4 separate regions of the Mus musculus genome follow, and regions 1, 2 and 4 are each linked to region 3. A link is a contact called in public promoter capture Hi-C data. All regions are on one chromosome and are shown on one strand. The core of a region is the stretch at or near the end of the contact, and the rest is flanking DNA. Distances in the headings are between cores, read along the strand shown.

What was found. Promoter capture Hi-C pulls out the DNA fragments that hold promoters and counts their contacts.
Region 1: a promoter capture Hi-C map of HPC-7-derived erythroid cells shows a contact between it and region 3, with 3 times the contacts expected there. The contact joins the promoter of Phactr2 here to the promoter of Vta1 in region 3. A contact is called at or near these places in 4 of 39 promoter capture datasets (the C10 cell line, HPC-7-derived erythroid cells, hippocampal neurons and 1 more).
Region 2: a promoter capture Hi-C map of pre-B cells shows a contact between it and region 3. The contact joins the enhancer-like site here to the promoter of Vta1 in region 3. A contact is called at or near these places in 8 of 39 promoter capture datasets (the 3T3-L1 cell line, the C10 cell line, the HPC-7 cell line and 4 more).
Region 4: a promoter capture Hi-C map of pre-B cells shows a contact between it and region 3. The contact joins the promoter of Stx11 here to the promoter of Vta1 in region 3. A contact is called at or near these places in 3 of 39 promoter capture datasets (the C10 cell line, liver and pre-B cells) and 1 of 484 Hi-C or Micro-C datasets (pre-B cells).

Annotation. Positions count from the first base shown.
Region 1 is chr10:13,473,064-13,475,763 of GRCm38.p6, forward strand. It overlaps Phactr2 (phosphatase and actin regulator 2), which reads right to left and starts at 1,333. Exons shown (of 13, transcript NM_001195065.1): 1 at 993-1,333. The coding sequence starts at 1,215.
Region 2 is chr10:13,430,999-13,433,755 of GRCm38.p6, forward strand. All of the region lies in intron 1 of Phactr2 (phosphatase and actin regulator 2), which reads right to left. Among named protein-coding and RNA genes, the nearest start is that of Phactr2, 42 kb to the right of the region's middle. Within about 2 kb of position 1,308, at least 36 of the 459 cell types and tissues checked have an H3K27ac peak or open chromatin away from gene starts, as enhancers often do. A contact at or near this core is called in the HPC-7 cell line and pre-B cells, where this site is marked.
Region 3 is chr10:14,704,203-14,706,908 of GRCm38.p6, forward strand. It overlaps Vta1 (vesicle (multivesicular body) trafficking 1), which reads right to left and starts at 1,287. Exons shown (of 8, transcript NM_025418.3): 1 at 1,148-1,287. The coding sequence starts at 1,259. It overlaps 1700016L04Rik (RIKEN cDNA 1700016L04 gene), which reads left to right and starts at 1,407. Exons shown (of 6, transcript NR_045824.1): 1 at 1,407-1,471.
Region 4 is chr10:12,962,916-12,965,615 of GRCm38.p6, forward strand. Stx11 (syntaxin 11) reads right to left here and starts at 1,344. Exons shown (of 3, transcript NM_029075.1): 1 at 1,085-1,344.

The DNA.
Region 1 (2,700 bases), core at 83-2,582, 1.2 Mb before region 3:
TGAAACTGGTCATTCTCATGCCCCCCCCCGCCCCCCGCGCCCCGTCCTTCTCTAGTTCCCATGCAGCGGTCACATGTTGAAAATTATAAACAAACAAACAAAAAACCACCCTTGAAAACTGTTGGACTTAAAGACAAAAGTTTTTCCAGTTCTCGGGATATTTTAAATAACGACAATCTGCCTAATGTCTCCACTTGATATGCCATACCATCACCATCGTTCCACGTTGACCACTGAGACAAAGTTAAGCAATTTGTCCTCCTTCACTCACCGCAGCCTGGGTAGCATTGGGTCTCAGTGAAGTTCCTAGTTGTCGCCTGTCCTTAGAGGACACAGGACACAGGTTTCTCTCTACAACAGCAATACTGGCCCCAGGCTTTCCAGAGAACATTACAGCAGACACACACACACACACACAGAGCCAGGCCTAGCTCTCAATAACACCTCTATGGCTTTTCACAGTCAGGGAAACTGGATTCCCCTATCCTGTTACCAGCAACCCCCTCCCGACCCGCTCCAAGAAATCTCTATTTCAGAAGTAGGAGTGAGTAGGGTTACCTTTCAAACCCTGTGCTTACCCATGAAGTGAAGGGACCACACCCTTCCGAAGGACCACAGTCCCATAAAAGACCAAATAGCCCAAGAACCAAATTAGCCCTAGACCCAAAGCCAAAACTGGTGCCGCCTGGCGCTGCACAACCAAGCGGGAGTCCAGGGGAACCCGCGAAAATCGCGCTGTGGGCACCCGCGCAGAAGAGCGGCGCACCCACTCGGGCGCACCCACCGGTCGCCTGCCGCTCAGCCAAGGGACACCAAGCCTTTGAAGCCCAGCAGGAGGTGGCGATGTGGGGACTACAGCTTTCGCCCTTGCTCTCGTCCCCTAACCCCCACGGCTGCTCCCGAACGTCCAGGGAAGATCGCCATACGGCGATCCTCACCTGCCGGGGTTAGCCCTCCCTGGACCACTCCGGGCCATTCAGAGCCACCCTTACCTGAGCCGGAGATGTGGACTCTGAGCGGGCGGCCCCGGCTCGAGGCTGACGACAGGTCGCTCTGGGAGCGGCCACGGGGACTCGGATCCCCGGGAAGCCAGCGCAGGGAAGGCACCGGTGGCCCGGGAGCCTCGGGTTCGGGGTCCAGAGCCTCCGCCGCCGCCGCCTCCTGGCCCGCTGGCTGGTCCGGGGACATCTCAGGACTCCTGCCGGCTTCCGCCATCCGCTCTAGGCGCCAGGAGGGAGCAAGCTCAGGCAGGGTGGAGCCGGCGCAAAGGGCTGCGCTGTCCGCCGCGGCCCCGCGTGGAGCCCCTGGCCGGCTGGCAGGGCGGGGAGGCGGCCGCAAGCAGCGGGGCGCAGCGCGGGAGGAGGAAGAGCACAGAAAAGTTTGCACAGGAAGGAGCCGCCTACAGCCGGCTTTCGCTCCCGCGGGCGACAGCCACCGGCCTCCGAGCCTGCCACGCTCGGTGCCCTAGAACCTGCTCCGGCTGCTCCGGCTGCTCCGCCCCCCACCCCCACCCCCAGGCGCGGCTCCTGTATTGTAAGACAGGGGTCTGTCGCCTCTGACCCAAAGCGGCTCAACCAAAGGGTCTCAGAGAAGTGGAGTTTCAGCTGCAGAGCTGAGATGCAAGGTCAGAGTTAACAGCCTCATTTGCACTTGGTCGCCGAGGGGTGGGGACAGGCGTGCACACACCTGGCTGTCTTGTAATATAATAGGACTAGGACCCAATGACTGTCATATGTAGTTTACAGGTGCAAAACACCGGAGCCAAAGGGCACTGGGTTTGCAGGAGGATTCCTGGCAGATCTGGAGTCGCTTGTGAAGTCTGGTCCTTTGGTCCTCCCTGCAAGATTCGCCTCTTGCCCTTGTCAAAGCTCATCTCTGTCTCTCAGAGCCCCACATTCTTGAGCTTCCGTGTATACTGGGTCAGACTCAAAGGTCGTGGTTTTTAAAAAGATCAGTCTTTTAAGGGCTGAATTCGTGTCACAGATGTGAGGTTTGAGTGAATGCTTTCCAAAGGAAGAGCAGCCGGGATGCCTGGCAAAGGGGACGTTGGTTTTGCCAATTGAAATCTCAGCTTTATCAGTTACCCAGATAGGTCCCCAAGTAGAGGCTGGCCCAGAAGTGAAAAGCTGTAAGCTAAGTAGCTGACCATCTCTGCAAGTTCTTGACAGTGGAGGCGCGTTGCTGGGCTTCACAAAGGCACCATAGACAGCAGCAGGAAGAGAAGGAGACAGAGAGGGGAAGGGAGGACACAACCATCACAACGCCACGCCCCCTTCCCCCTACACACACATTCACACATACCTCAGGTTCGATTTGTATGGAGTATTTCATCTAACAAGAAAATAAGCCCATGCTTAAGGTAAGAGAGAAACAAGAACCAAGAGAGGAAAGCTAGAAAACACAGACACGGAAAGGGCCTAGCAACTAGGTCACGCTGTTCACAGTACAAGCTGTTAAAGGCTTTTTTTCTCACAGCAACTCTGTGGGGGTGGGGTGGGGGTGGGGTGCAGTGGGGTGGGTATTGTCACCGTCAGCAGAAATCGTCTGGACTTGCTTTAACTCTTTCCTGCTAACAAAGTTTGCGAATGGGCACTACTCCAGAACCAGGTGAGATGGCTAGGTAAAGCTCCTATGGCAAGCTTGAGGATCCCGGGTCCATCCCTGTGACCTACAAACCGGAAGAAGAGAACTGACTCCCTC
Region 2 (2,757 bases), core at 58-2,557, 1.3 Mb before region 3:
GTGTTTTAGGTGAGGGGTCTCTCTCTCTCTCTGTGTGTGTGTGTGTGTGTGTGTGTGTGTATATACACAGTATGAGGCCAGCTGCTCGAACAGAAATAAACATTTGGAATAGCCAGTGTATGGCCCTAAAACATTCACACCACATTTCCAGTGCAACCAATGCAGAAGTACTACTTTTCTACCAACACACACACACACACACTCACACACATACACACCCATAAACACACACACATACACACATTCACACACACACTCATACACACACATACACACACACACACAGAGACACACATACACACACACACTCACACACAGACACACACTCACACACATACATACACACACATACACACACACACACACACACACACACACACACACACACGGGGTGGGGGGAGAGACAGAGACAGAGAGATAGACAGAGGAAGAGAGAGATAGAGAAACACTTTGAAAAATTTAAGATATCTAGAAAATAATTTTATGAATACTAGTAAGCAATTCAACCTACAGAAAATGCAAGCAATCATAACAAAAAATAAATGTAGTTACAATTTTAAAATCTAATTGCGTTTCTGGTGCTGGTATGTTGACTGGTATACAAACCCACTTACACTGCTAAAGGAAATTGCTTTAAACCTAAACTTCTAAGATGCACAGAAAACAGACCCGAAAGTGCTTTGTCCTCTGCAGAGCCAGGCCTGGCTAGATATCAGGAGTTCATGGCCATCTGAGGATGCTGTGAGACGCTCATGTAGTTGGACTTGTTCCCTATTCACAGTCTCTGCTGCCTCTAACCTCTTCTACCCACAGCCTTTGGCTCCAGGACTAAGAAAGCTCCAAGCAGGCTTCCCCCAAGTAGAGCCTCTAGGTGAGAGAGCAGACTTCGGCTTCCTTGCCCTGGGCTTGGGGAACCCAGGTGGATGGTGCCCAGGTTCCTGACTCAGAAAAAGTGACTTGAGAGTGGAAACTTATTTGGCACTAATTGAAACAAACAAAATGTCCCCTTGTTCATTAAATAAAATTTACAAGTTAGAGCAGCTCCGGGCCTCTGAGTTCAGCTAAAAAGCCGTGCTGGGATCATGTGCCCCATGCAGAGATCAGAAAGGCAGGAAGAGTTGAAGACAGTCTGGTCTCCGAGGCACAAAGGGAAAACAGACAGGCAATTAACTTCAGCACTAAAACAAGTGGGGATACAGGCAGGAACACAAACAAACAAACAAAAACCCACAACCCACAAACCAACACAGTGGGATGAACTGGAGAGGGAATGTTTGCACAGGCACATTTGCAAGCCACAGAAAACCTAAATCAAGTCCACTTAACCAAAAGGACAAAAGGCAAATAAATAGGAAGCAGAGAGGAATGTGTGCATTCACAAAACCACAGTCGGGGGCAGGGTGGCCTCTGGCTTAGCTACATTCAACTGAAAACTCTGTTTGCTTCAATAGGTTCTCCCCATCATATATTAGAAATGACAATCTTTAATCAGACAAGAAACTCTTTTGTCAAAAGCCCCAGGCATTTGAACTGAAACACGCACACGCACACACACGTACACACACGTACACACGTGTGTACCTAAAAACACTAAAAAGCCTAAAAGATGCACTTTTGTGTTAGGTACTAGACATAAATACAAAACCAAGAAAGCATAATGGTAGATTGTTCTGTAAAAATCCTAATTACATGGCTTCCCCCCTTCTTTTGCCCTATATAATAAAATAGCATAGGCTTGTTGCAGTTTGATAAATTAGTGGACTGATAAGTAATAATCCATATGAAAAGTGGTAAAAAAAAAAGTATCTAATATTTTCTATGCAGAGATTCCCATATTGGAAACATTAATTTTCCAAGATTATAAATAGTGTTATAAGCCTACTATTCAAATAATGTGGAATTAAGAACAGCAGTGAAAAATAGCGGATTTCAAGGCAGAGGCAGGGAAAGCAGAAATGACCTGAAGAATTAAAGAAATGCTTTGAAATGTGATGGAGCTTGGCAACAGGGAGCAGCAGGCACTCTCAATAGCCGAGGATGCACCAATTTAGGCAACAGAATGCATACAACAGTAATGGGGTATAACATATAGGATAAAATAGATATCCATGAGCTCATGTGGATACAAGAAAATCAGGGAATGGAAGAATAAAGAGCTCAGGAGAGGTTGTTTGTCGTCAGAAGAGAATTCCAGTCCAGACATGTAAAGAAACCATAGAAATTGGAAGACCAGTTAGGCTAACACCATGGTAACTGACGCTGGAAAGAATCACTGAAAGCCATTAGTGGCTAATTGGATACGTTTCCCTCAGATCTGTAGATTAGCTCTTAGTATTTTATCAATGTTCCTTTCCTGGTTTCGATAATTGTGCTGTGGTTTAATAAGATGTTATCACGGGAAGCCCGGAAAGGCTCCATGAAACTCCACAAGTTCACTGCTCAACAGTTAATACTTAACTTGTTGTAATTTTGAAAGTTAAAGAAATACAGGGAAAAAAGAACCCCACTACCAACAAAACCTTCCTCTTTAGGTCTTGGGGTCACTCTATGAGCATGAAGTACCGATTTCAAAGCCATTACCTGCACCTGAACCTTAGGTTTAGAGGGTCAGAGTTTTGACAGTTGGGTGGCAACTCGGCTGCTAAGAGTGGTTCAAGTGATAGGCAGAGTAGAAGCCCTTCTAGACCAAAGGGGGATGTGCCGTATCTTCTCTGGTATGAGCACCTCACTCCAGCCACTCCCCTCAAGCTTGGGTTC
Region 3 (2,706 bases), core at 37-2,536:
CACAAAGGTCTGGCTTCCATTGTCAACTGAGCAATGTGTTTCTGAACACAGGAAAATGAGGTCCCCTCTACAGTACTGTGGCACTTCTATGCCCGTTCCTGAAATTATAAAATGCGTACTGTTCAAACGCCCCTCCTCTCAGTAGTCCTAGGACCACAGGAGCTGGGTTTTAGTTTTTTTTTCCCAGTACTTAGGAATGCTCGTCAATAGGTAAAAAGGCTCAATAATTAGGATATGTTTGAAGATCATCAAAAGAACAAGAATGGTGGGAACAATACTGGTATGATTTTTATAAAAATGAAGTATAGCCACCGAGTGGCTTGCAGAAGAGGTGGGAATTCAGATCATAAATCAAGTGGAGAATGGCAATTATTGGTGGTGGTAGGGGGACATCCATGCACATTTGAGAAATGAGGTACATACATGTCCACAAGGGAAGGCTTGACTTGGTCCAGATTTTTGCTAACAATGTCCACAACAGAGGACACATCATTTCTGTATTCTGAAAGTTCTTTAGAAACTCAGAGTACAGTCATTTCTTGCAACAAAGATAGGAGTATAATATTCAAATCATAGTTTACATAAAACTACTAGTCCTATCCACTTCACCAACTCTGCATGTCTGAACGGAGTTCAAACTGTGTCCTCTTCAGTAGTATATACATCTCAAACTAGGAATATTGGCATTAAACTTCTTAACTTTCAGGATAGCTAAAGGATGACTCCAAATTCTTACTGGTGGTAATGAGGAGTACGGAAAACAAGTCAAGAACAGTCAAATTCAAATTTTCAGTAGTAGCCACTGTCCACTGAACCGTCTGAGTTTCGGAAGGGACCTGAAAGCTCTCGTGATTAATGCACAGCTTTCGTTATGTTTTCTGTTAGTCTCCCTTCCCACCCATCTCTGGGAAACCTATGACTATCGAGGTTCTCATTCCCAGAAGAAAGAACAGCCGGGAGGCGTGTCCGAGGCTCTAAGCTGGAGAGACGGGGGTCCGGGTGTGGAGGGAGTCTAGTACTTGGGGTCCTCCTGGCCGAGCCAGAGGTCAAGGCTCAGGTCTGAAGCCAGGGGGCGGGGCGGGCCTCAAGAGCGGAGGGAGGCGCGGGGCGCAACCGGGCGGGAGAACGGGGACTCGGAGGGACTCACAGTAGTAGGCCACCACGGGGTCCCGCTTGTCATGCTCCTGCGCCGTTCTCAAATGGTGCTGTATGCTCTTAAACTGCGCGGGCAGCGGCGGCAGAGGGGCCAGCGCGGCCATCTCCACTCCCGGAAGCGCTACTTCCTACTCGCCGGTCACAGATACTTCCGCTTCCGCCTCCGAGCGGGCAATTCTCACCCACGCATCCGTTGCTGAGACGCTTGTCCGCGACGGGTGCCCGAAGGAGACAAACTTACTGCCTGGTTTAAGGCAGTTATTATTTGGAGAATGAGAGTCTCCTGTGTCGCACACGGCTCCAGCGCTCTCTGCTGGTAAGCGGAGATAGAGGTTTTAAATTTAACTTTTGTTTTTGTTTGTTTGTTTGCATGGAATGAATGAAAGAGAAGAAAGGGGAAAATAACGTAAAGGACTTTAACTGCGAGAAAGGAAAACTTCCCCTCCCCTCTCTTTATCTCATGCGTGTGTGTTTTGTTGGGAATATTCTGGCAAGCGTATATACTACTAAGCTACCTTCTCAGCTTTCAAATTTTCCTTCCCTTCCCTCCCTCCCTCCCTCCCTCCCTCCCTCCCTCCCTCCCTCCCTCCCTCCCTCCCTCCCTCCCTCACTCTCTCCCTTGTCTTTATTTTTATGAGACTGGGTCTCACTAAATTGCCAAACTAAGCTTTGGACTTGAAATCCTTTACCCAGGGCTTCCCAGTTAGTAGAGATTACAGACATATGCATATAGATGGGCCACAGTGGGTTTTTTTTTTTTTTTGGTGGGGGGGGGGGAGGGTGGGGTGGAGTGGGGGGTGGAGGTGTCATTAGTTTTAACAGAGAAAATGATCACAAAATAAAAATTTATACATTCACACACACAGAAGTACACGTTATAGCCTTTCTAGAAACTGTAAAGAGATACTGAAAACATGTACTTAAAGGAGATTGGAACTGGAAACAACCATTGCTTTTAGTTTAGAAGTTTTAAATTCTTATATGAGAAACACTATGTTTAAATACTAGATTAAAATTTGCATGTCCAAATACTGGACTGAATAGACAGTCCTTTTCAAACTTGAAAGGTAAACACATGCGAACTAATAAGAATTGAATACTTTCTCTGATATGGCTAGTGCTTGTTTTAGTGAACTATGCGAGTTGATTAGTGGAGGAAGATGATGAACATTAGGAAAGTATTAGTCTGTCTTACTACTTGACAAGATAGAGTCCAGGAGAGTCTGCACTTCTGACTTTATAGCACACCCCACCTTTTCTTTATAGCAGTGATATTTATTTATTTATTTATTTATTTATTTATCTATTGCCACCTCTCCATTGCATAGTATCATCCTTAAGGACTTACATTTCATTTGAACTTTCCTGTATTTTTTTTCTTTTTGTTTGGGTTTTATTTGTTTGTTTGTTTTTTGTTTTGTTTTTTTGAGATAGGGTTTCTCTGTATAGCCCTGGCTGTTTTGGAACTCACTTTGTAGACCAGGCTGGCCTCAAACTCAGAAATCTACCTGCCTCTGCCTCTCAAGTGCTGGGATTAAAGGCGTGCCCCAC
Region 4 (2,700 bases), core at 94-2,593, 1.7 Mb before region 3:
TCTACTGAGCTCCTAGATAGGGAAGTCTATTTCTTAGAGCCTTTATCCAGCCTCAGGGAGACTCAGCATCTTAATGTCTGGCTCCAGCAACCATCTACTTTCTTCAAAAGCTTCTATATGTTTTTTTTTAAGGCACTAATTTGGTAAAAATAAACTTTCTGAAATATTTTAAATTTCAGAGTAACTTACAATCACTTCATTAAATGTCCAGTTTCTACCAACTAGTGAAAACAACAGCCAAATGGTTATTGGATAAAGAAATTAATTTTCTCTTCAGCTTCTGTGGGAAAGCACATGATTTTAAGGGTTTATCTCAGATCAGCCTAGTGACCCTAGCTGGCATGTTGTCCCATCAGGCGCTCTAGGAAACTGAAAACTTGAATAGTTACTTCCTAGGCCGCCTGCCCCAGTTTGACAGTACCAGACTGAATCTTCGGTCTTATTCAAAGTACAGGAATCCAACCTCACTTTTCAAAAGCGTATTAACAAAGCCTTGCAATTGTAGTAGACTTGTGACTCATTTGTGGATACCCGTGTAGAAACAACAGCTCCTCCCTCTGCTGAGAAATGGCTCTAATAAGTGTGAGAGTCACAGGAAGTAAAACGCAGGTCTCAGCTGATGTTCGCGGAGCCAAAGAAGCCAACAGAATTCCGTGGTGTGGTTCTCTAAGCAAAGCCATCAGATCGGTTTCCTAAAACAAACTACCCCAAATCCTCCGTGGGAGCTGTTTCAACGCGGTATCAGTGTTCCTGTATTTCCTGGCTCCTGAGTCATACTGTCAAGTTCAAGTGGAGAAGTGTCCATTCTGATGTGTTAGAGAAAGTGGCGACCGAACTGAATAAAACACCTCCATTAAATAAAAACAACAAAAATTCAAAACAGAAGTTGCCTCAGGAAGCTTCAGAGTCAGTCTACATTTCTGAAGCACTTCTGATAACGCATTATATTCTTAAACATAAAAAAAAAAAAAAAAAAAAAAAAAAAAAAAAAAAAAAAAAAAAAGCTCTCGGCTCTAGGTGAGAAACCCAAAGCCTCGTCCTGAAGGTACCTAGAGGCACAGAGGGAACCACACCCCAAACCCACCTGCAGCTGCGCAGCATCCCTGCCAGCGCGGTCCACCACTCCAGCCAACCCCGAACCTGGGTCCCCGATGTCGAAAGAGTTAGAGAGCTAAGCAGACTCGCGGGACAAAACGAACCGTGATCCTGCGGGGCGCTGATCCAGCGTCCGGACGCCGGGAGGACACCGCGGCGTGTCCCCGCGGCTCTGCCCCCTCCGCTTCTTGCTGGCCCGGGCTGCGCTTCTCAGCCGGGGTCCGAGCCCTGAGCCGCAGGGCCGCGTCTGGTGCTGCTGGCTCCGCCCCTGCCGCGCTGAGGCTGCACAGCTGGGGACCAGGGCCCCGCCCCGGGGACGCCCTCGGCTAGGCGCGCAGCTTCCCGTCCCGACTGGGGTCGCCACGCTGCGGGTTGCTGGGAACCTAAGCACGAGCCTTCTTCCCCTCCTGTGCACCCCGAGATGCTGCGGGCGACGGTGTGGACCACCCGGGAACTTGCTCTTTCTTCTTCCTTGCTCTGGGATGGAGAGATGGGCGGGGCGGGATCCATCGGACTTTCCGCGGGAAAACCCCTCAGCGCGGATGACTTTTGCAGTCCAGAGTAGTTCCGAAACTAGGGCACTAGAAACCGTTTCTGAGCGTGGGTGTGGCTGCGCCAGCGGGGACCCGCACGACTGCCTAACCCGAGGTTGTGGACCACGTAGACACTGAGCCCCGCCTTCCACTAGCCCCTTCCTGCCTGCTGTCAGTGGGACACCCACAGGAGTATTGCCACGACCTTGTCCTCGTTGCCTGGCACCCTACTGGGGGCTCAGAAACAGAAAAGGGGCATTCTGGCTAGGGGGTGGGAAACCGCTGGACAAACAAGGTAGAAGGCTAGCCATCAAGAAACAAAGAAAGTATGAGAGGAGGGGCTGGAGAGATGGCTCAGTGGTTAAGAGCGCTGACTGCTCTTCTAAAGGTCCTGAGTTCAAATCCCAGCAACCACATGGTGGCTCACAGTGGCTCACAACATCCATAATGAAATCTGACGCCCTTCTCTGGTGTATCTGAAAGACACAGCTACAGTGTACTTACATATAATAATAAATAATATTTAATAAATCTTAAAAAAAGAACACAGGAAGAAAGAAAGATGATATGCATTGATAGGAAGCCACCGCCAGAAGAATTTGAGGAACAAGGTGTTACGGTAACCCAAAGTTATCCATCTAATGTGAAATGACCGATGAATCGATCTACTAATGTAAGGCCAGGTAAGGCCAGAAAGACAAATCTCCGGGGCAGAGCAACTTCAGGCAACTTAAGCAGAAACTCCACTTTCATGGAAAAGAAGCTTGTCTCTGCACTCTAAGTGTGGGCCAGCCTGCTCCTCACCTCAACAGAGGACTGTATGGAAAGGAGACGGAAAGTAGTTTTTACCACACACAGAGCAGCCACACAGTTCACCCAATACACAAGGTCAGATACTTAAAGCCAGGTAAAGGTAACACTTTATCCTTGGGGCCTTTCTCCTCCATGCCCCAGCCTTCTGTTTTGTTTTGCTTTTCATTTGTTTTGTTTTGTTTTTTTGAGTCAGGGTTTCTCTGTGTAGTCCTGGCTGTCCTGGAACTCACTCTGTAGACCAGGCTGGCCTCGAACTCAG